Linked DNA regions of Mus musculus: all the other regions are linked to region 4. Evidence: chromatin contacts called from public promoter capture Hi-C data. All regions are on one chromosome and are shown on one strand. Each heading gives the region's core, a stretch centred on a gene start, on an enhancer-like site or on the middle of the called end of the contact. The rest is flanking DNA. Distances are from core to core; before and after follow the strand shown. Region 1 holds the start of Ctr9 (CTR9 homolog, Paf1/RNA polymerase II complex component). Region 2 holds the start of Ampd3 (adenosine monophosphate deaminase 3). Region 3 overlaps Ctr9 (CTR9 homolog, Paf1/RNA polymerase II complex component). Region 4 holds the start of Wee1 (WEE 1 homolog 1 (S. pombe)). Region 5 overlaps Mrvi1 (MRV integration site 1). Region 6 has its middle 8.6 kb from the start of Eif4g2. Region 7 overlaps Mrvi1 (MRV integration site 1).

Evidence for each region. Promoter capture Hi-C pulls out the DNA fragments that hold promoters and counts their contacts.
Region 1: a promoter capture Hi-C map of pre-B cells shows a contact between it and region 4, with 9 times the contacts expected there. The contact joins the promoter of Ctr9 here to the promoter of Wee1 in region 4. A contact is called at or near these places in 16 of 39 promoter capture datasets (3T3-L1-derived adipocytes, the C10 cell line, the SN4741 cell line and 9 more), 1 of 484 Hi-C or Micro-C datasets (embryonic stem cells), 6 of 115 datasets of contacts at active chromatin or transcription factors (effector CD8 T cells, embryonic forebrain, embryonic stem cells and 3 more) and 2 of 9 other capture datasets (adipose tissue and liver).
Region 2: a contact with region 4 is called in a promoter capture Hi-C map of hippocampal neurons, with 3 times the contacts expected there. The contact joins the promoter of Ampd3 here to the promoter of Wee1 in region 4. A contact is called at or near these places in 3 of 39 promoter capture datasets (hippocampal neurons, liver and pre-B cells), 3 of 115 datasets of contacts at active chromatin or transcription factors (astrocytes, pancreatic cancer cells and stem cell-derived neural progenitor cells) and 2 of 9 other capture datasets (macrophages and pancreatic islet).
Region 3: a contact with region 4 is called in a promoter capture Hi-C map of liver, with 4 times the contacts expected there. The contact joins the enhancer-like site here to the promoter of Wee1 in region 4. A contact is called at or near these places in 4 of 39 promoter capture datasets (the C10 cell line, cranial neural crest, hippocampal neurons and 1 more) and 2 of 115 datasets of contacts at active chromatin or transcription factors (bone marrow-derived macrophages and microglia).
Region 5: a contact with region 4 is called in a promoter capture Hi-C map of liver, with 2.1 times the contacts expected there. The contact joins the enhancer-like site here to the promoter of Wee1 in region 4. A contact is called at or near these places in 3 of 39 promoter capture datasets (hippocampal neurons and liver), 1 of 115 datasets of contacts at active chromatin or transcription factors (memory CD8 T cells) and 1 of 9 other capture datasets (macrophages).
Region 6: a contact with region 4 is called in a promoter capture Hi-C map of liver, with 2.1 times the contacts expected there. The contact joins the enhancer-like site here to the promoter of Wee1 in region 4. A contact is called at or near these places in 7 of 39 promoter capture datasets (the C10 cell line, cranial neural crest, liver and 4 more), 2 of 484 Hi-C or Micro-C datasets (B cells and embryonic stem cells), 4 of 115 datasets of contacts at active chromatin or transcription factors (cardiomyocytes, effector CD8 T cells, large pre-B cells and 1 more) and 1 of 9 other capture datasets (liver).
Region 7: a contact with region 4 is called in a promoter capture Hi-C map of pre-B cells, with 4 times the contacts expected there. The contact joins the enhancer-like site here to the promoter of Wee1 in region 4. A contact is called at or near these places in 2 of 39 promoter capture datasets (hippocampal neurons and pre-B cells), 1 of 115 datasets of contacts at active chromatin or transcription factors (memory CD8 T cells) and 1 of 9 other capture datasets (adipose tissue).

What each region holds. Positions count from the first base shown.
Region 1 is chr7:111,027,521-111,030,238 of GRCm38.p6, forward strand. It overlaps Ctr9 (CTR9 homolog, Paf1/RNA polymerase II complex component), which reads left to right and starts at 1,431. Exons shown (of 25, transcript NM_009431.2): 1 at 1,431-1,661; 2 at 2,694-2,718. The coding sequence starts at 1,617.
Region 2 is chr7:110,766,777-110,769,869 of GRCm38.p6, forward strand. It overlaps Ampd3 (adenosine monophosphate deaminase 3), which reads left to right and starts at 1,430. Exons shown (of 15, transcript NM_001276301.1): 1 at 1,430-1,603. It also overlaps B430319F04Rik.
Region 3 is chr7:111,047,843-111,050,612 of GRCm38.p6, forward strand. Ctr9 (CTR9 homolog, Paf1/RNA polymerase II complex component) reads left to right here. Exons shown (of 25, transcript NM_009431.2): 17 at 1,422-1,538; 18 at 1,668-1,813; 19 at 2,592-2,663. Among named protein-coding and RNA genes, the nearest start is that of Ctr9, 20 kb to the left of the region's middle. Within about 2 kb of position 1,274, at least 12 of the 459 cell types and tissues checked have an H3K27ac peak or open chromatin away from gene starts, as enhancers often do. A contact at or near this core is called in liver, where this site is marked.
Region 4 is chr7:110,120,663-110,123,728 of GRCm38.p6, forward strand. It overlaps Wee1 (WEE 1 homolog 1 (S. pombe)), which reads left to right and starts at 1,397. Exons shown (of 11, transcript NM_009516.3): 1 at 1,397-2,263. The coding sequence starts at 1,688.
Region 5 is chr7:110,940,903-110,943,741 of GRCm38.p6, forward strand. All of the region lies in intron 2 of Mrvi1 (MRV integration site 1), which reads right to left. Among named protein-coding and RNA genes, the nearest start is that of Gm16336, 37 kb to the left of the region's middle. Within about 2 kb of position 1,444, at least 164 of the 459 cell types and tissues checked have an H3K27ac peak or open chromatin away from gene starts, as enhancers often do. A contact at or near this core is called in liver and memory CD8 T cells, where this site is marked.
Region 6 is chr7:111,090,166-111,093,008 of GRCm38.p6, forward strand. No RefSeq gene overlaps it. Among named protein-coding and RNA genes, the nearest start is that of Eif4g2, 8.6 kb to the left of the region's middle. Within about 2 kb of position 1,571, at least 1 of the 459 cell types and tissues checked has an H3K27ac peak or open chromatin away from gene starts, as enhancers often do. A contact at or near this core is called in liver, where this site is marked.
Region 7 is chr7:110,961,453-110,964,521 of GRCm38.p6, forward strand. The region is part of intron 1 of Mrvi1 (MRV integration site 1); the gene reads right to left. Among named protein-coding and RNA genes, the nearest start is that of Mrvi1, 19 kb to the right of the region's middle. Within about 2 kb of position 1,714, at least 18 of the 459 cell types and tissues checked have an H3K27ac peak or open chromatin away from gene starts, as enhancers often do. A contact at or near this core is called in pre-B cells, where this site is marked.

The DNA of each region.
Region 1 (2,718 bases), core at 181-2,680, 910 kb after region 4:
AACTATAAATGAACTGGCATTTTTCATAAATACCTACGAGTGAAATATAGCTGAAACTAGGTTGGAGCTTGAAGCCAGAGAAGATGAAGAATCAAGAAAAGATGGCAAAGAGATAATAGTAGCTTTGGCTCAGCAGAAGAAATTGGGAGAAAGAGCAGTGAATATCTTAAAAAACACTGGCTAGCAGGGATGGAGGGGGGCTCTGTTTTGAGACAGGATCTCTCTATTCTGTAACCCCAGATTAGCCTGGAACTCCATGTATAGAGTAGAATGGCCTAAATTCAGCGCTCTCCTCCTGCTCCTCCCTCCTAAGAGTTGAGATTAAAGACATGTGCCACCACACCCAGTTAAACTAACCCTTTTTATTCCCCATTTGGGGGGGGGGGTTCGAGACAGGGTTTCTCTGTAGACCAGACTGGCCTCAAACTCAGAAATCAGCCTGCCTCTGCCTCCCAAGTGCTGGGATTAAAGGTACATGCCACCACTGCCCGGCCTATTCGCTTATTTATTAAGATCCTTCCCTTGTTTATTCCAAGCACAAGAAACTATTTAATACTCTTCTATAATGAAATCATGAGCTAAAATGTTTTTGAATTCTATAATTTCATTATTTAGGTTTAATAGAATTCTTTTGATTTTATTTAAATCAAACCTAGCAGTTCCTTTTCATTGTGCTCCTAAAGAAATATAAGTACATTAAGAAATATATATAAGCCAGGTGCCCAAGCATATGCCAATAACTGCAGCAGTCAGAAGGCTGAGGTCGGGAGTTTCAAGTCAACCTGGGATACAGAATATCTCAAGAAATAAACAGGGTCTGCAAAAAGTTGCCTGGCTCCAACGCTGTCTATCTGAGTTCGAGCCCTACGACCTTCAGAGTAGGAGAAAACTGATTCCCACAAGATGTCCCCTGCCCTCCATTTGCCACACCATCGCTCGCATGTATCCATATACAAATATGTAACGCAACAAATAAAAATAATAATCCGTGCATTATTACCATAACTTCAGAATTCACTGATTATGTCTATTTAAACTAGTCACAACGACATCACCAGTGTGACTTGCACAAACTGGCTGGGACAACACAAAACGACTGTAAAGCTGATAAAAGATTGAATTATCCCCCAAGAAGCTTAAGTGGCCGAAGAGGCAAGGCACCGCCCATAGAATTCGTCACCAGAGGCCCCGCCCATAGAGGCGTGGTTTCGCCTCACCACCACCACTCCCCGCTCCGGCGCGGGTCTGTGAGGAGCTCAGTTTGGACACCTTAGCGGCAGATGCCGCGTTCCCGAAGGCGCTCGGTCACCTACGGCTGACACAACAACAACCTCAGGACTATCAGTCTTTCCAAAGAAGGACGCATCAGAGCCGCCAGGCGGGCGGAGCTCGCGTGGGACACGCCCTACTGGTAGTGCTTCCGGGACAGGGGGCGGGGCCTCCGGAAGTGGCCGGTCGCGGTCTGAAGCTCGTTGTTTCAGCGGCGGACAGCAGAGGAGAAGCTGGTCTCCGGCAGCTCCGCTGGGTGTGAGGTGTGGTAACCTCTGTAAGGCTGGAAGCCGGGACTGCGATCTGCCGAGCGGCGGGGTGAGAAGCGCCTGCTTTCAGAGCTCACCATGTCGCGGGGCTCCATCGAGATTCCCCTCCGGGATACTGACGAGGTGGGTGCCGAGTGTGCAGCGGGGGAGGGCTATGAACTTGGACGATCCCAGCGCCGATTTTGCTCCGCTTGGTTTTTGGAGGGGAGAGCCGCAGCCGAGCTTCTCGGCCCAGGCACCACTCAGCTGGTCACCTTTCTGGCCGCAAGGACTTCGGGAAAGTTCGCCTGCAGCCTGCTCCTTGTTGACAGTCGGCTGTCTTCCGAGGCGCAGGGGTGTGAGCGCCGAGTAAACCTCACCTCTTACAGAGGGGAGTCAGTGCCCCAGGGGCTACCTGCTGCTCCAACTTGGGATTTGTTTATTTTTTTAAATCTCCCTGGGTATCTGAGAGACGGCTCTTAATGCCATGGAAGAAAAGTCTGTCAAGGCACACTATTAACACAGCTCTCTGGGCGAGATAAGGGGCCCGAGATTTAGCCGCTCCTGTGTGCTGATGGCAACGACCCACTTTCATCCATGGCGTGTGGTTTGTCCGAATAAAGCTCCAGCGTTGCCTCAGTCAGACTAGATTTTACACACTTTTATTTTCGATCGAGGTAGAATTCATTTCTAAAATATGGTGGTCTTGGGTACATTCCAGAATATTTTTCTTCTAATTGTTGGTGCCCACATTTTAGGCATGTATGTGACCCACGATACTGCCTCCGTGATTTAAGTGACCGTTGGTATTCAACTTTGCCTGTCCTCTGGGATAGAGTTTCTCAAGCTCTCAGACCTATGGCATCAGTGTTTCGTTGGCCTATGGGTTGTACAAGGTTTCATTTTGGTTTTGAGTAAGCAAGTCGTTGAGAATTTTATAGTTTTAGCGATGTGAAGAACGACCAACAGGATTTGCCTGCTTTTCTATGCTTTGACCAAACCAGACTACAACCTGTTTGCCATGTGTTTCCTAAATAGGAACATGTATTAATTAGTTCACTCCATTGAAAGTGAGTACATACCCTTTGTGTATGGGCATTGATGAGTATTCAAAACACGCAGAAGAGAGAAATTGTGAATTTAAAAAGGAAACGAAACGTTTATTCTGTGTTTTAGGTCATTGAACTTGACTTCGATCAGT
Region 2 (3,093 bases), core at 180-2,679, 650 kb after region 4:
GTGCAGAGACAGAGTTCTGTTTATCTTTGGGTATCTATCTTCTTAGGAAACAAATAACAACAGCCAGAGTCCTGGAGAGATGGCTCAGCAGTCAAGAGTACTTGTTCTTGCAGAAGATCCAAGTTCCATTCCCAGAATCTACTCGGTGACGTATAACACTCATAACTCCAGTTCTAGGGGAGACAATGCCCTCTTTTGACTTCCTCATGCACCAAATACACAGGTATGCACAGACATATATGGGAACAAAAGGTTCATGCACATAAATAAATCTAAAAAAAATTAAGGTTCAGCAAACTAGCTAGCTTTTTGTTTCTGTTTCTGTTTGTTTGTTTTTCTGTTAGACAGGGTTTCTTTGTATAACAGAGCCCTGGCTGTCCTGGACTTGCTTTGTAGACCAGGCCGGTCTCAAACTCAAAGATAGCTGTATGCTGCTTGAGTGCTGGGATCAAAGGCATGGACCACCAAGCCTGGCCTAGCAAACTAGTTTAATCACGGTTCTTTCACCAAGCCGATCATGGGCAACTTTAAAGCAAGAAGAAAAAGATGCAGCATACTATTCATTAAAAGGAAAATAATTTTCTGGGTTGATGGTATGTGCCTTTAATCCCAGCAGTCTGGAGGCAGAAGGAGGGTCCATATAGCAAAATCCAGGTGAGCCAGGGCTGCATAGTGAGATCCTGTCGTATTTTTAAATTATTGCTTCATTTTTATCACATCTTTAACATTTTAAGTGTGCTATGTAATGTATATTAGCAGTCATGTGAGTATCATTGATAAATATGTAGATTGCAAGCATCAGGCTATGAAGTAGAAAGAATAAAATTTGGTGCTTAAATGAGACAGCTGTGAAGTGAATGAAAACTCACAGTAGCAGTAACTCTGTGAAAGAGGCACAAGTCAAAAGGTGGCTCCCCAGTGTGGCTTAAAGTGGGGGTGCTTGGGTGAGGTCACTGGTCAAGACTAAAACCACCAGCAGGCAATTAGGAGTTGGGCCTAGGAATCTCTGGTTGAGATGCACCTGCCGCTCTAGAGTATTCTGGGCCTAAGAGTTTACTAGCTTATCAGCAGGCAGGAGGCCATTAAAACCACCTGGATGGGCCTGGATTCTCTGAGTTAGCTCCAGAAATGATCCAGGGAGCTGGCATCCCGAGACTCCTCGGAGCAGGAGCAGCATAATGGAAAACCAGGCCATGGAGGCTAAGAAACCGGTCACTCTGTGGAAGTCTGTGGAAGCCAGCGGCGGCAGACACCCAGTGCTAACTTTGGGAGCTGTGTTCCAGGAAGGAAGGCGTGGTCAGCAGGCTGCAGTGCTGGGAAGAGGTGAGCAAGGGTGCACAGAAAGCTCCCGCTGGCCTTGGCAACTCAGAGGTCATTCCGGACTTTGAGGGGCTGGCATAGAAACTAGACCGCAGAAGGCTGGGAAGCAAGGAAGTGTGTGTGTGTGTGTGTGTGTGTGTGTGTGTGTGTGTGTGTGTGTGTGTGTGTGTGTGTGTGTACACGCGCGCGCCCGTGTGTGTTGGGAGGGGCGGGAAGGTGATTCAAGGGACCGGTCCAACACCTGGAGAAAACCAACGCTTGCTGGTCGGTTTAGCTACCAAGAGTAAGTGTCGTGGAGGGAACCATGCCTCTAGAATCTCGTTTTTTGGGGAAAGTCCTGGTTGGGAGGGGAGGAGGAGGTGGGCAAACACCTCGAGGCGCAGCAGCTAGATTGGTGGTAGGGAGGCTCAGAGCGGGTATCCCTGCTGGCATCTGACCCGGGACAGTGTCGCGGCCCCACGGAGCCCGGGTGGAGCCGGACTCGCTTCCGGCCGAGGACAGGGAGGCTGCCGCGCCCGGGTGCTTAGGTTTCCTGCTGGCAGCGCGGCCCAGCGCCTCGGGTAGCTTCGGGTCCTCCAGGTAGTGCGCGATCCCGCTGCACAGGCTCTCTGCCCCGCCACCGGGCCCTGCCGCACAGCGCTCAGCCTGGTCCCCACCAGTCGCGGGCTCCTGCGGGGCGGGCACGGGCTGCAAGCGCGGCCTGGTCGGGTCCAGCTCCACGTACCGGGCCGCGCAGGCGTCAGTGCGCTGCTGCCGCTGCCCTGTGCGCCCTGCCCGGCGCGGCACCTGCGCTCCAGCCCGGCAGCCGGCCCCCATGGCCCTGCCCTCCGAATCCGGTGAGTGCGCGCGATGCTGCGCCGCTGACCTTGGGCCGGCGCTCTGTGCCCAGTCCCCTCTGTGCTCAGAGACCAGAACCTCCGCAGCTCCCACCTCCAGAGCCTGTTCCCCGTCCCTACCCAGCGGTGGCCTGGGTCCTGGCCTCTGGTGAGCCTGCAGCACCTCTGGTTCCTGGCTTAGAGAAAAATCTCAAGATTTAGGGAAATTAAAGGAACCGGGCATGCTAGCTTTTGAGCTCCTGGACAAGTTTCTAGGTGCCTGAGCCTCACTGGGTGTGTTGGGCTGGGGTGAACTTCTAGGTGGAGGCAGAGGTATGGACCAGATGATGAGTCCGTTTGAGGACCCCTTTCTTACCTCCTGTCACTGGGCAAGTCACTGGGAGTACACCCTTGTGCTGTAGTAGGTTGGTTCCGCCCTTGAACTTCCTGCAGCTGCTTTAAGAGCAGATCTGCTAATGGCTGGTCTAGGCTGGCAGAGGCCTGTGATGCAAGTTTGAGAGGCCCCTTAGTAGATGTTTTCTAACGGGAGTGTCCCCAAACTGCATGTGGCTGGTGAGAAATAAGCAAAGTTACTGGAGTAAAGCTGACAGCAGTATGCCCAGTATGGTCCTGAGCAGTTGTGGGCTGAGCAGGGACCTCTTTAAGAAGACATGCTTTGTACCCTAGGTACAAAGAGTCAATGCCAAGTTGCAGGCAGCCGTGGAGCCTCTGTCTGTTCCAGCTCCATCATCACCTTCACCTCAGAGGAAGTGTTGACTGCAGACTGGGGGAGTCCGCCTGTCCAGGTTGCAACTTGGAGGGACTTGGCTTGCTCTGAAGAGGCTGGTAGTACCTGGTCCTCTCTAGGTGGGCTGGTGTGAGACTCTAACCTTTCAGGCCTATCCATCCTTAGCCCAGCCTCAAACCTGAAATCCTGAATACAGGCGGACTGGCTCTC
Region 3 (2,770 bases), core at 24-2,523, 930 kb after region 4:
ATTCCAGCACTTGGGAGGCAGGCAGATTTCTGAGTTCAAGGCCAGCCTGGTCCACAAAGTGAGTTCAGGACAGCCAGGGCTACACAGAGACAGAGAAACCCTGTCTTGAAAAACCAAAAAAAAAAAAAAAAAAAAAAGATAACAAAGCTCTTGGTGTCTGTGAGTAGAGTACCGTCAGAGCAAAAGAGGCTTCTGAACAAAGAGGACAAGAGTAGTTAGTCCAGGCTTCAGGCTTCACGTACTAAACTGATCAGAGGGATTTGCAGAGCTCAGAGAGCACAACCCAGAGCTTGTGTTCTTAGAGACAAGCCATCCCAATCTGCAGAACCTTAGCACTGCCTTCTAGAATGCAAATTAGCCATTAGAGATAGTCCAGAAAATTACCTTGTCAGTTACCTATAACAGGATGTGTATATGCTTGTGGTCAAAAATGTTGTTTATATAAAAATTAACTCTGGGGGTTAGGGAGATGACACTATGTGTAGAAGTGCTTGCTGCATAGTCATGAGGACTAAGTTCAGATTCCTAGTACCCATGAAAAATATGTTCATTTTCTTAGTGCTGTCAGAAGTGGAGACAGGAGAATCACTGGGATAGCAAAACAGGCCATGAGGGTGGAGGGGTGGCAAGCTCCAGGTGAGAAATCCTGACCATGAGATAGGGCAGCCAGTGACAGCAAGACATATCAAGACATCTGACATCTTCTTCTGGCCCCTGTATCCACCCCTCCCTTCACACACGTGAGATACAGATCTCAGACACACACTAGAGTAAAGAGGTGAAATGAACTCAGATGTTCATTTGCAGGTTGACCAACATACTAGCTGAAGTGTGAGACTTGTATGCTCATTGACACAGATCCCAGAGGAAGATGTTAAGAGTGTGTCACCCAGAGGGCCCAGGTGTGACTTGTCATGGTGGCCATGATGAATTGATTCTGGATTGTGTCCTAAAGATAGGAGAAAGGGGTTTCCCAGCTAAGGTTGAGGCAGGCAGGCAGGCTTAAATCTCTTTACCTTTTACTCAGCACTGGTCCAAATTCCAAGTGGAAAAAGTATTTTGATCCTAGTTTTTCTGTGAACAGATTTTTATGTTGTAAATACGTAAACTGACTAATGTCAGAAGTCAACTCCAGATTAGTCTCTGAAATTAGCCAAATTGGAGTGTCTTTTCAGAGCTTTAAAACTGCTTTGAAATGCAGACACAGCATGAGAATACCTCCCTGCTGTGTTCTGTTGTCGTTTGTTTATTTTTGAGACAGAGTTTCTCTGTGTACTGGCTGTCCTGGAACTTGACCTGTAGAGCAGCCTGGCTGGAACTCAGAGATTGGCTTGCCTCTGCCTCCCGAGTGCTGGGATTAAGGGAACTCGGCAACACTGCCCGGCTCTGCTGTGTTTCTAACCAGCATTTCCTTTCTGTAGTATGAGAACTGCCTCAGAAAGTTCTATAAGCACCAAAACACTGAGGTTGTGCTCTACCTGGCCCGCGCCCTCTTCAAGTGCGGCAAGCTGCAGGAGTGCAAGCAGACTCTGCTGAAGGTAACAGGACTGCATCCGCCCCCGCCCCCGCCCCACCCCCCAAATGGCTGCCTGGCTTTTACTTGTTTACTGAATGCTTTTGGTGGCATTCAGTCATAAGAAGCTACCTGCATTGCTTTCTGTTTACAGGCCAGACACGTGGCACCCAGTGACACAGTTCTGATGTTTAATGTGGCCTTGGTCTTGCAAAGATTAGCTACCTCTGTCCTGAAAGATGAAAAAAGTAATCTGAAGGAAGTCCTTAATGCTGTGAAAGAGCTGGAGCTCGCACACAGGTGAGAGCTCTGAGGAAAGGGGCTTTACAGTGGTTTGTTGCCTTAAAACTGCCTCAGGAGATTAAAAAAAAAGATTTTCCTCAAAAGAAAAATAATAATAATAACCATTAGGGGAAAGCAAGCATTAGAGGTCTAGCTAGCAGTTTAGTTTAAGGTCAAAGCACACAGTTGCCATGTGGTGGCGCCATACTCCAGGCAGAGTCCAGGCAAGTCAGCCTTGAAGCCTGATTCCTAGAGCTGCCTGGCTGGCTGTGGGCTCTCGGGGATTTTCATTCACCTCTCAGCAGTCCGAGCCAGTGTTTTACACTTGTGAGCTGTTTCGTCTCCACTTGTGTTGGTTTCATGTTCTGTTCCAGTGTGTCTTTATGGGATGTTGATTTTCATCAAGCTAGGATTAAAGATCTTATCACTTACTGCTTAACAGATTTATTCAGCTCAGTTCAAATGTGTTTAACCTTATAGGACTTAGCAGTTCAGTGTGTGGTAGATGAAAGCTCCCATCTCTGATGATCAGCTGTGCTATTGTTCATCTCTGTTAATGTTTCTTGCCTCATCTGGTGAAGAGTAAGTGCTCTCGTGACTTCTGCCCCACCCACCGTGCTGACACAGTTAGTTAGAAAGTTTAATGTTTACTACCTGTTGCTATGGTTATTTCTTAGTTTACTGACAGTATTAACTATATTTTACCTTTCTTGATGAACTTCTGTTTATTAAACAGGGCCTTAATATGAGGATTGAGTGAAATATCTTTTATCTTCTATCTTCTTCTTCCATTTAGGTACTTCAGTTACTTGAGCAAAGTTGGAGATAAAATGAGATTTGATTTGGCCCTTGCTGCCTCTGAAGCCAGGTAATGCCCTATTCACAGAAGGTGGCTTGGGGGTGGGGAGCGGGGGACGGGGAGTAGGCACGTTGGGTGTGGATTAGGAGAGTGTGACCATAACAAAGTGGTCCTGG
Region 4 (3,066 bases), core at 147-2,646:
GTCAGCTAGGGCTACACAGTTTTCTTATCTTGAAAACAAAACAAGACAAAACCAAACCAAACCAAACCAAAGATCAGTCCATCAGCCTGGCCTGGCAGGTGCACAGGTCTATAATCCCAGCACTCTGGAGGTGGTTCAAATAATCGGGCTACACGGCAAAGGCAGGTCTCAAAAACAAAAATCAGTTTGACTTTTCAGCCTTTGAAGTGTTAAAAAAAGCTCACACACACATTAGTACTCCTAACTACAGTAAATGACAACAGAAGAGTATAATAGGCTATTATCCAGATAATGTGAATCTACATTAAAAAACATCAAGCTTTCTACTGATGGCCTCAGTTCCCCAAAAGTGGGTTCTAATTTCCTAGTGAAAAAGAAACCTACTTTTCTGTATGACAGTCTGGCCTCAGTAATTCCCACTCCAGCAGAGAATGCTAAAAAAAAAAAAAACAAAACCGTAACAAGGAGAAATGATTGATCATAGCATACAAAATAGGAACACACTTGTTGTAAACAGATTTAAGTTACGGTTGAGAAGGTTGTGGAAACTTATTTTTTCCTGGAAATTATGAGACAGGACCACTACAGAGCAAAGGGGTTTTAAACTTCTGGTCCTCCTGCCTCAGCTTCCAGACTGTTTGAATCACAGGTGTGTGCGCCAGCACTCACCTCTGTTACACTTCAGTTTTGTTTTGTTTTTTTTCTCTCCCGGGACCAATCAGTTTGGCTAGCGCACTCTCACGTGTAAGCGAACAAATATAAACACCACGGTTGCAGGTCAGGCATTCGGGCTTGTGGCAGGACCAATTATCACGGATAAGTCTGGCTGTGAGGGACACAAGACTGTGTGAGAGGCCACCTCTGTGTCCTAGTCCTGCAGCTCATTATCTGAGTTTCGCGCTGGGCAAGGTCCAGAGCTCGGTCACTGTTTCCGGCTCGGACCGCGACTATAGAACGTGACTGGACACAGCCACGCCCAGAACGCCCCAGGGGTCGGGCCTCAGAACCTGGGGTTGGACCAGGCTTCTAGGCGTCCCCAAAGGCTGCACGGTGTCCGGATGCTTCTGAACCCGGAGACAGGGAGGCCGACCCAAGGCCAGCACTGGGCAGTAGCCGCCGTCCTCTCGCCCCTCCTCGCAGGGCGGCTCCCGGCAGGCTCCGGTCCTCTAAACATAGACTCTGGGTGGGGTTCTGTGCAATCCAGGCCCACTCATTGGCCCGGGATGCCGCGACCCGCCCACGACTGGCGGCGCGCCTAGGCTGTGGGGCGGAGTCAGCGAGTTCCCGCCAAAATCGCGTAGCTGGTTCCTCCCCCGTGGGCTACGTCGCGCCCTCCCTGTTTTTTCAAACCGGGGCTGGGCGGGGATTGGTGGGCTGGGCCCTCACGTGGTTAACGGTCGCGGGAAGCCGCGGAACCCGAACTTGCGGACGAACTTGCGGAGCCTTTCGCCAGCACTGGACCGGCCAGTCTCCGCTGGACATCCCGCGCCGCAGCCGTCGCCGTCGCCCCGTCGTGAGCTTGACGGGCCTCGGAGTTGCCGCCGCGCAGGCCCGCTGCAGCCTCAGCCCGGCGCGCCCGATCGCACGTGGCGGACCCGCCCCCTGTGCCAGCCGCGACCTGGACGCCGCCGGCCTCTGCTCGCCGGTCCTGTGTTCTCCCGTGCTCCGCCGTGACTGCAGCCGGGAAATGAGCTTCCTGAGCCGACAGCAGCCGCCGCCCACCCGCCGCGTAGGAGCCGCTTACAGTCTGCGGCAGAAGCTCATCTTCTCGCCGGGCAGCGACTGTGAGGAAGAGGAGGAGGAGGAGGAGGAAGGCAGCGGCCACAGTACGGGGGAGGACTCGGCCTTCCAGGAACCGGATTCGCCCCTGCCTTCTGCACGCAGCCCTGCCGAGGCCGAGGCCGAGCGCCGCCGTCGCTCGCCCGGCGCGGAGCCCAGCAGCCCGGGAGAGCTGGAGGACGACTTGCTGCTGCAGGGCGGCGGCGGAGGCGCGCAAGCGGCGGGTGGAGGCGCCGAGGGCGACTCTTGGGAGGAGGAGGGTTTCGGCTCCTCGTCGCCCGTCAAATCACCTTCGACCGCCTACTTTCTGAGCAGCCCGTTCTCGCCAGTGCGCTGCGGCGGCCCAGGGGATGCCTCCCCGCAGGGTTGCGGGGCTCCGCGAGCCATGGACGACCCCTGCTCGCCGCAGCCCGACTACCCGAGCACCCCTCCGCACAAGACCTTCCGCAAGCTGCGCCTGTTCGACACGCCGCACACTCCCAAGGTAATGGAGGGGGCGGAGGAGCCGGCTCCAGGGCCTTTAAAAAAAAAGGCCGCGGCGCTGCAGCCCTGCGCGCCACTGCCCGGGTTCGGTTACATAACCGCCCCGCCGCACCCCGCTCGCTGTCCTGCGCCGCCACTCAAAAAAAAAAAAAAAGTTGGCAGCCCCCCTTTTTGGCTCTGCCTAGAAGTTGTCGGTTAAGATTATGTAACTGAACAATGGGCCTGGTCTGTAACTACTCCACTTTACAAAGGGCCTGGTCCCCGCTGTCCAGGTGGTTGAGTATTGGGTCTCGGTGGTCCGGTGTGCCAGGGTGCCGGATTGCTGCTGGCCACCTGACACTCCGAGCCATATGGTGCCTGTTAAATCCGGTGTCCGGGCCTGTAATTTGGGGGGCACGGATGGAAGGAGTTAGGTTTATTAAAGGGTTTGTTCCAACCCCCTGGACTTGTGGTTCCATGTGATATGGCATTAGAGATTCTGCGCGTCCTTTTGAGTCTCTGTGTTTACCGTCGTGAACTCATGGATATTCCAGGTTGCTTTTGATTGTCTTTCGGGATTTAGTATTACGGAAGCTTTGTGTTTATTCTGGAGTTTCCCCTGCCGTTTTGTTGGTCTGTGTGTCAAAACTAATGTGTCTTAAAGCAGAGTGTGTTCAGAACCCGTTTGGAATAGCCGGTGAATATGCATACTGTCATGGTAATACTTGAGAAGTCACAAAAACATTAAGAGTAGACAATTTCCAAAATAAAGACAGGCATGGTACCTGTAAGTTTAACACGGGAAATAAGCCCCCCTTTTTTGAG
Region 5 (2,839 bases), core at 194-2,693, 820 kb after region 4:
GGAGTCATTCTCTATCTGGAAAGCAGCTGCTAGCAAGTTAGCCACGCCTTCTTGTGCATATGGAAGAAGCATCACTAAGCAGACTCGGGTAATTATTAATAACAAAAGGAGACAAGAAATGGGAGAGAGATAGATGGGCACTATGGAGAATTAAAGGAGGGAGTGGTGGGTGGGTAGGATCAAAATACATTATATAAATGTGGGACGTTTTCCAAAGAGTAATTTTTTAATCTAAAGCTAAATGTATGAATACAGCTCAGTAGTTTCCGGTGCCCGGATGCCTGTTATCATCAAGTGGCTTTGTGTGCAGGGAGGTGGAAGACAGAGGTGGAGTGGTGAATGCTGGAGCTGACAACAGGAAGCCAGATGCTCTGTCCATGAACTCGAGCAACCTGTTCCTAGAGACTTGTAGAAACCCTCAAAGGAGAAAAGAACTTGGACAAGTGGAACCCAGGCTCTTACTGACAGGAGCTCCTATACCCCAAGTGTGCCAAGCACCTCTGAGGATGCATGCTGTCCCAATGAGTCAGCTTCCTAAGTGGTTCCTGGTCACAGCTCAGGAAAGTACCGATGACTTGGTCACACTGCATCTGGGGTCTGTGGCTGCACAGTGAAGAAGAACAGGTCTGCATGCATTCTCCATGCATTCTGCTCCAGGTCCCTGCCCGACTTCCCTCAGTAATGTACTGATACTTGGAAGTGAAACATAAAATGAACCCTTTCCTCCCCAGGCTACATTTTGTTGTGATGTTTATCACAGCAACAAAAAGCAAACTAAGACATAGGGTTTTTCTAGCTGACAGCCTGTCATTCTGTGGTCCCCAAAGGTCCAAGGTATGTGTCCCAACAGCTTCAATTCAGTCAGCACTCTGTGTCCTGGCCTGGGCCCTAGAGAATGCATACTGCTGAGTCACTGCCAGAAGGCTTCACTTCACTGTAGGGATAGATTACGAATTCCAATTAGCAGTTGCAGTGAAGAGAACAATATAGCTCTCCTACTTCAAGGGTTTTGTTGTGAAGACTCAGCTAGCACTCAGGCTAGTGGTGGGAAACAGAGGCTTGGGACTGGAGTATTCAAAACTAGGGCTGGACCCCAGGGAGCTATAAACTTGGAAGGATGCTCTGTTCCTTGCCTGTTTTACAGAGTGGGAATTTACACAGAACGGGAACTTCCGGCTGAACCCTGGCCAGCCTTGCTTTCCTGGCTGCCTGACTTCTGTACTCTTGGGGAGTCAGGTTTCTTTCTGCCCCTGGAGGCTCCAGCTAGCTTGGGAGAGCTGAACCTCCCCTGTGGCCATGCTACCTCAGGAGCCCAGTGTGAGCAGAGGCTCTTTATGAACCATGCCTATCTGGCTTCCGGAGAACTAAGAGAGGCCCAGAGCCTGGTAGCAAGACCAGAAAGTAAAAGAATGAAAGTCTCACGTGGACCTTGAACCTCTGTGCAAGGGTATAAATTGCCTCAGGGCTGAGCTGAGCAGGCTGAACAGAAGTGGCAACAGCTAACCCTTGTTCAAAGTAGCACACAGGTAACCACGGGGACTCTAACAATCAGAAATCTAACAGCCTTGGTTCTAGGTCTCTGGATGAGGATGCAGAGGAGCTGGAATTCAAGGCCAATGTGGTCAGACCACAGAGATCGCAGTCTTAAACCCTGTTCTCTGTCTTCTCTGAGGGACCTGGGCCTCCTGGATCCCATTTGGCTTGAGTCCCTCAAGCATCCTCCTCCAGATTCCGGTGCTGTCTCAGCCATTGCAACTTGCAAAAAAACAAAAAAAAAACAAAAACAAAAAAAACAAAACAAAACAAAAAAAAAAGTCAGGATAGCTTCAGATTCCTACAAGCCCAGAGACAGAATCACAGCACCTGAAAAGCCTTCAGAGACCATTAGAACCCATCTCATTATTCTTTAAATATTAGTTTTGGCTCCAGGTCACAGGTAGGCGTAGCTTGTGGGGAACTGGCTTTCAGGGTTCCTACTGGCCAATCAAGGGACTTAACCATTGACTCTACAGCTAGCACATGGGTTCCTCCCAATGCTGTACCTCTAAGAAGCTTCACCCAGGCCCTGGTCTTCATTGAGCTGGACCAACAAGCAGGTAACAGCCATGGGGGTAACAAGGGGGGGTGGCTTAATAAGGTTTGAAAGTACTTTAAAATATATTTACTTTTTTTTTAAGTGTGTGTGTGTGTGTGTGTGTGTGTGTGTGTGTGTGTGCATGAATGTGTAGGCCAAAAGAGGGCATCAGATATCTTGAAGCAGGAGTTGCAGGCAGTTCTGGATGGATGCTAGGAACTGAACTCAGGTCCTCTATAAGAGCAGCACCCTCTCTTAAATGCTGAGAGCTACAGATGTAGGAAGAATAGGACTCCTATTCTTCATCTAGGGATGAGGCTGTTTCTTTGCTAATCTTTTATTATACTCAGTTTAGGAGTGCTTTTGTTTGTAGGAGGTCAGGGGTCTCTGTGCTAGAGAGGACAGGTACTAGGGAAACCTGGAATGTCAAACACACAGGGTTGTTCCTTTGAAAGAATGGATGTATGACCTGTTATCTGAACACAAGGCTGGGAGCAGCCTTTGAGTTATATGTATGCCCTAGACAACACTAGAATCTCCCTTAGACCCTTATTGAAAGCTTGTTTTTCTCCATCTATAAACCCATTTAATGGATGGTGCCACATGTACTTTACAAAGAGTTTCTGTATAGTCACATCTGAACTTTATTTAGCTTCATTTGTGCTTTATTGTACACACAGGGTTGAGTTATCATCACTAGGGAAGTTTTCACCAAATTGTGCTGTGCTTAAATATGCCTAGAATAAACTACTACAAGTCAGACTC
Region 6 (2,843 bases), core at 321-2,820, 970 kb after region 4:
AGCTAGAGTTACATAGTGAAACCCTGTTGCAAAAATACAATCCCCACCCCAAACAAAACAAACAAAAAAACAAAAAAAGAAATGATGGAAGGAATGAAAAAATATGCCAGTTATAAATTAAGGGCAGGGAAGGGTTGTACCAATGCTATATTGGACAACCAAGAAGAAAATTTTATAAAAGGAATATTAGGAGATAAATCTGTTGACGTCTATCCATTATGGAACAATGCTTTGAGGTTTGACTATACAGGCAAAGAAAGTTCTTGAACATTTCTGAACTCTGCTCAATTTTATTTAAGCAAATACCTTTTTATTGACGAGTGAATGGTCTCAGGGAAACAAACCAGTACCGCAGAAGCTTCCACCTCAGTTTCCTACAGAGCTGTGTCTTCACCCCATAGTTTAGGGGTCAACCTGGTCAGATGCCTCTGAAGAAGGCTTCACCTGGCTACAGATGTAGCTCGGTGACTGCCGAGCATGCACAAGGCCTTGGGGTCAATCCCTAGAGCTGCAGGGAATGGAGTAGATACTCCCTTTCTCAGTACTCTATTCCATTCCCCTCACTTCAAAGTCCTTATTTTCTGAAATGAATTTCATTCGTATGTATTGTCTACTCATTGCATTAGCATGTAAGCTCAATGACAGTAGGAACCTTGCCTGTCATGTTACATCACTAAGAGTTTTTAAAAATGAATTGTTTCCGGATAGAAACAGGCAAAAATTTCTGAACTAGATAAGAGACACAAATGACCCTTCTGAAGAGGACAGCTGATGCTTTTTAGCTTACTGTGATTTATTATATATTTCCTTTAGAAAAAATAAAGTTAGAGAATGGATGATACTCATTACATAAGAAGCATTCCTGGAAGTTAATCAAGATTAACTGGCAGTGAGTTAAAGGAAAGCTGCTTCAAGTTGTGTATAATTCCTTTCCTCTTCTCTCCAATGTAGTAAAAGATATATGTTACTGAAAATATTATTATAGAAACACCAAATTCTTTCTCCATTTTTCCTATCTTTTAATTCTTTGAGAATTAAGTTCTGATCATATTCACTCCCTCCCCTAACTACTTCCAGATCACTCTTCTTTCCTGACCACCCAACTTTGTGTGTTTTTTCCCCTACTCATTCAGTATATGTATTTATGGATGTGTAGTCTTCCACTAGAGTATGGTCAACCTAACAGCAGCAAGTCTTTCAAAGAAAACAGATTCTCCTTCCCAGCAGTTATCATTTGCAAGTAGCTCCTCAGCTAGGGGTGGGACCCTGTCTACTTTCCTTCCTCATTCTAGGATTTGGTCTGGCTTGAGCTTGCACAGGGCTTGTGTATGTTAATGACTGCTGTGAGTTTATATGTGCAGCTGTCCTGTATGTCTAGAAGCTACTGTTTGTTTGTACTTATTCACACCATTGGCTCTTATAGTCTTTCCATTCCCTCTTCCAAGAGATCCCTGAGTTTGGGGAGGAGGGAGAATGTTCAGTAAAGATATTCCATTTAGGGTTGAGTGTTCTGCAGTGTCTTATTCTGTGCACCTCTTTGGCCATTTGTGGGTCTTTTAGTTAATCATTGTCCACTGCAAATAGAAGTTTCTGTGACAGAGGTTGAGAGATGCACTAATCTGCATCTCTGTACTACCAAATCCTTTTTTATTTCTTAAACAGGAGAGTTGCAGCTTAGTGTAGTGGTTCATGTCTCTAATTACAGCACTTAGGAGGCTGAGGAAGGAGTACTGCTGTAAGTTTTAAATCAGCCTGGGCTACAGACCATATCTCAATAAAAACATTTACATATTGAAATATTTTATATATTTTATTTGCAACAGTAATAGTCCATTTTATAATAAAATATAATCAAAATCTGCTAAAATGATGCAGCTAAAGAATGTTATCTTAGAAAATAGAAATTACTAAATTGCAATTAAAAATTTAACTGCTATAAGCCAATGTTTTATTAGGAGGAAAGTACATGTTATTCACACAGACTAGGAAGTTGATTCTCTCTCTTCACGATGTGTGTCCTAGAGACAGAAGTCATTGGGAGGCTTGGCGGCAAGCACTTTACCTGCTGAGCCATCTTATGGGCCCTGAAGAATGTTTTTGTATACAAGGAAAGAAATCTTCTCCTGGTAAGGGTTGAATTCAAGGCCTCAAATATAAGGTTCTGGGATTTCCACTATGGGAGAGATTCTATTACTGACTCAAATTCCTTACTCATTGGTCTTTTCAGATTTTCTATTTTTTCATTTTTGTTTTGTTTCAGTAGTGTTCTTTATTGTATTTAGAATCAAAGTAAGATTTCAGATATATTCCTTCTTTGAATATAAAGTTAATGAAAGACCACTGGGATAAAAGTTTAAGACAATAGATATAGATTTCAGTTTTTTAACCTATTTTTTCTATAAAATGAAATAAATATTTCTTGTGGGCTATGAATACAGCTCAGTGGTAGTGCACACAGTTAGCATAGTCAGGTGCTTTGGTGTCTGTAGGATAACTCAGTGGGTAATGGTGCTTGCCATCAAGCCTAACAAGTTGTGTGTGTGTGCCCACACCTACACCCATACACAAGTACACACAAACATAAAATGTGAAACATTTTGTAAAGGTGATTTGCTATGGTTAGGTGGCATTCATCCTTGAGATGCAAATTTCTTTCAATGTCCAGACATCTATAAATGTATCACATTAACAGAATAAAGTGAATCACTTTAATAGACACAGTAAAGGGATTTGAAAACAATTTAACATTCATTCTTCCCTAAACCCTCAGCAAATTTTGTATAGAAGCATGGCACCTCAGTATATAAAACCAGGACAACCCATAGTTAAAATAATACTCAACA
Region 7 (3,069 bases), core at 464-2,963, 840 kb after region 4:
GGAGTTCAATCCCAGAGTTAAGCTGAGACATTTTCATAGAACATTCCCTGACTCTTATAAAAGCCTGAGTTACAAGAGCCCTGGGCAGGAAGTGGCAGCCAGGGATAGATGGGACAATCCTTCTGTGGCCCTGCAGGGAGCCATCCTAAGAAGGAAAGTTAGGCCATCAGGTCCCCTTTCCAGGATGAGCCCCCAAAGACCACAGACCTGGAAAGTCATTGGTATTGGCAAGTTTTATCAGGTCTGCCCAGGCTTACAGTCCTGGGAACTCCCACATCTCAGGGAACATTTGCCCTTCTCTAGCCTTCTGTGCTATTTGTTCATGGCATTTTGAATCATTTAGTTGTCAACATAAACGACACACTTCCTAGCTCTTGACTTTTGACTTTGGCTCTTAAAGATAAGTATGTAAGATGAGTATGTAAATATATGAAAATCAAACATAGAGTGCCTACCACAATCTAGCACAAAGCAGCTACTGGGATGGTAGCTTTTGCTATCGTTGTTCCCATATTAACAAGCACTCCTCTAGCAGAGTCAAAGAAAGTACTCACTGTGTATCAAATATAAATGTCCCAATAAGCAAGGTGCATTGGGATACTGCCACATTCATTTATGTAGTTTGGTAGTTTCCCCTCCTACAAGGACAGTTGAATACCTCAGACAGACATTATCTAACTCAAAAACAAACAAAACAAAACAAAACAAAACAAAACAAAACACAACAAATGCATTTACTACCTTTTTGTGGAAAAGTTAGTCAGCCCTGTTCCAACATAGTACAACGGTTTGTTTTCAGGGTGATGTCCTCCCTCCACTTGGCTAGCAACAATTCCAGGGTTGTCCTCCCCGTGTGTTCTTCCAAATTCAGTGTTTCTCGTCTGCATTTCTCTGACCCTTAAGGTGTGATTAGGGCTCAGCAAATGTACTGAAAGCAAACCTTTCCAACACACTTTTGAGCACACACATCCAGAGAGTCCCTATGGGGAGACGGGTGGAGTTCTCCTGAGGATTGAGGCTGAGGGAATCCGTGACAAGTGAGAATCTTAAAAGGGGCATTTGTGGATCAAGCGTTCTCAACAGCCTCTCCCTTCTGCTGACTCAGTCTCCGTATCTCACTCTTTCCCACAATGAGTTCAGCACCCATGCCTTGCCTAGGGACTACTTTCCCTGGTGGACAGTAGAGGAAACCCTCCTTTAGGAGATTGCCTTGCCAAAGTTAATGACTACCTACCACCCAAGAGGGCATGCATGGATGGCTGGCATGTCACAGTGACCCCTCTGGTCCTGACCGTGGCCAATTTGGCTTATTCACTTTCAACAATGGACTGGCCAGTGCTTGTGGTCTCCTCTGCATATTGACATTGTGTTTAGCTTCAGCCACCCATGTGCTCACATTTTCTAAGCCAACCTTGAGGGAGATAACTAGAATTCTCCAAAGCAAGATGATCAAGCATTGGTTTGCAAGCCAGGTGTGGAATCATACTGCCACCTTGGCCAACAGCCTCCCACCCCAGTTCCCACCCCAGCTTCCCACTCCAGCCTCCCACCCCAGCCTCCCACCCCAGCCTCCCAGGGTTTGGCTTTTCAGATTCCATACAACAGCTTTTAGACTTTCAACTCCCTCAAGTGCTGGCCTCTATCTCCTGATGACATAAGCCTGACAACAGACAGCATGACAGAGACCCTGCCCCTCCCACACTCCAGCACTGTGATCACTGTCACGGCCCTGGCCATCAAGTGTGACAACTCTCTCCTGTGGCTCTTTCTTTGGGCTTAAGGAACACACCGTAGCTCTAAAACAGATCATTAGAAGGTTTTTAAAAAACAAACAAAACAAAACAAAACAAGCCCACTGACACGGAGAACTCTGAACACGCAGCTCTCCCAGAGGTCTGATGGGAAGCTACACATGGACAAAAACCAACATCCACTCTTCATCCAGGCTCAGGTAGCCCTCCACTTGCTCCGAAGCAAAGCCCCTCCTCTCTCCTCTAGATCTCCCCATGGACCTAATCCTGAGCCCGCAGCACCGTGATCATCAGGGGAATCCTCCTGAAGTTTGTGTTCCCCTTTACGGACTGGCCTGTGAGGGATTTGTAACTGCCTGCTTCCTGAAAGGGCTAGCGGCCAGATATCAATAAAAATACCCAAAGGCTCAGAGAGTTAAAAGTAACAGCTGACAAAGGAAGCAGGGGCAAGCGAGACCCCTGAGCTACAGAGGATGGCTCTGTGCCCCAGGGGAATCTCCAGGCTCAGATGGAGCAGGATCATTGAAAGTGTTGTAGAACAGAGAGCAGCTAACAGTTAAATAACCTGAAATGGACCCTGTGCTCTAACAGGAGCAAAGCGGGAGGGAGATTTCGTAATTCAGAACTTTTCAAGTTCATGCAGAGAAGGACTCCATTTACATATATGTTGTATTGTATGTTATCATGCTCTTTACACATCAGGATTTGGGATGGCCTTTGCTTTCTTTTTTATTTTTAATTTTTAAAGTTCATTATATATTAATTATCATTATTAGAGTGGGGAGGGGCTTGTGTGTGAAGATCAAAGGTTAACTTTGTGGGATCTGTTATCTCCCATGTTACACACTTTGTGGGATCTGCTCTCTCCCGTGTTACACACTTTGTGGGATCTGCTCTCTCCCGTGTTACACACTTTGTGGGATCTGCTCTCTCCCGTGTTACACACTTTGCCATGTTGCTCATCTGCTGCTTCTTCTCCTTTGTTTTCAGGGCTTGGGAGGTGGCTCAATAGGTAAACAGGGTTTGCTGTGTGAACATGAATATCTGAGTTGGGTAAAGGTGTTGGATAAGTGAGCATTTATCTAAATGTGGAGGCACACACATTTTGTTGTTGTTGTTGTTAATTGTTTGTTTGTTTAAAGGCATGATCACACCTGTAACCAAAGCCCTGAAGGCTCTGGAGACAAGTATGTTACTGGATTTGCTGGTGAGCAAAGCAACAGTGAGACCCTGTCTCAAAGGAATAAAACTGAAAGTAACAGAGGAAGAAACTCAACACCCTCTTCAGGCCTCCATCTGGCCTCCACCTGGGTGTATG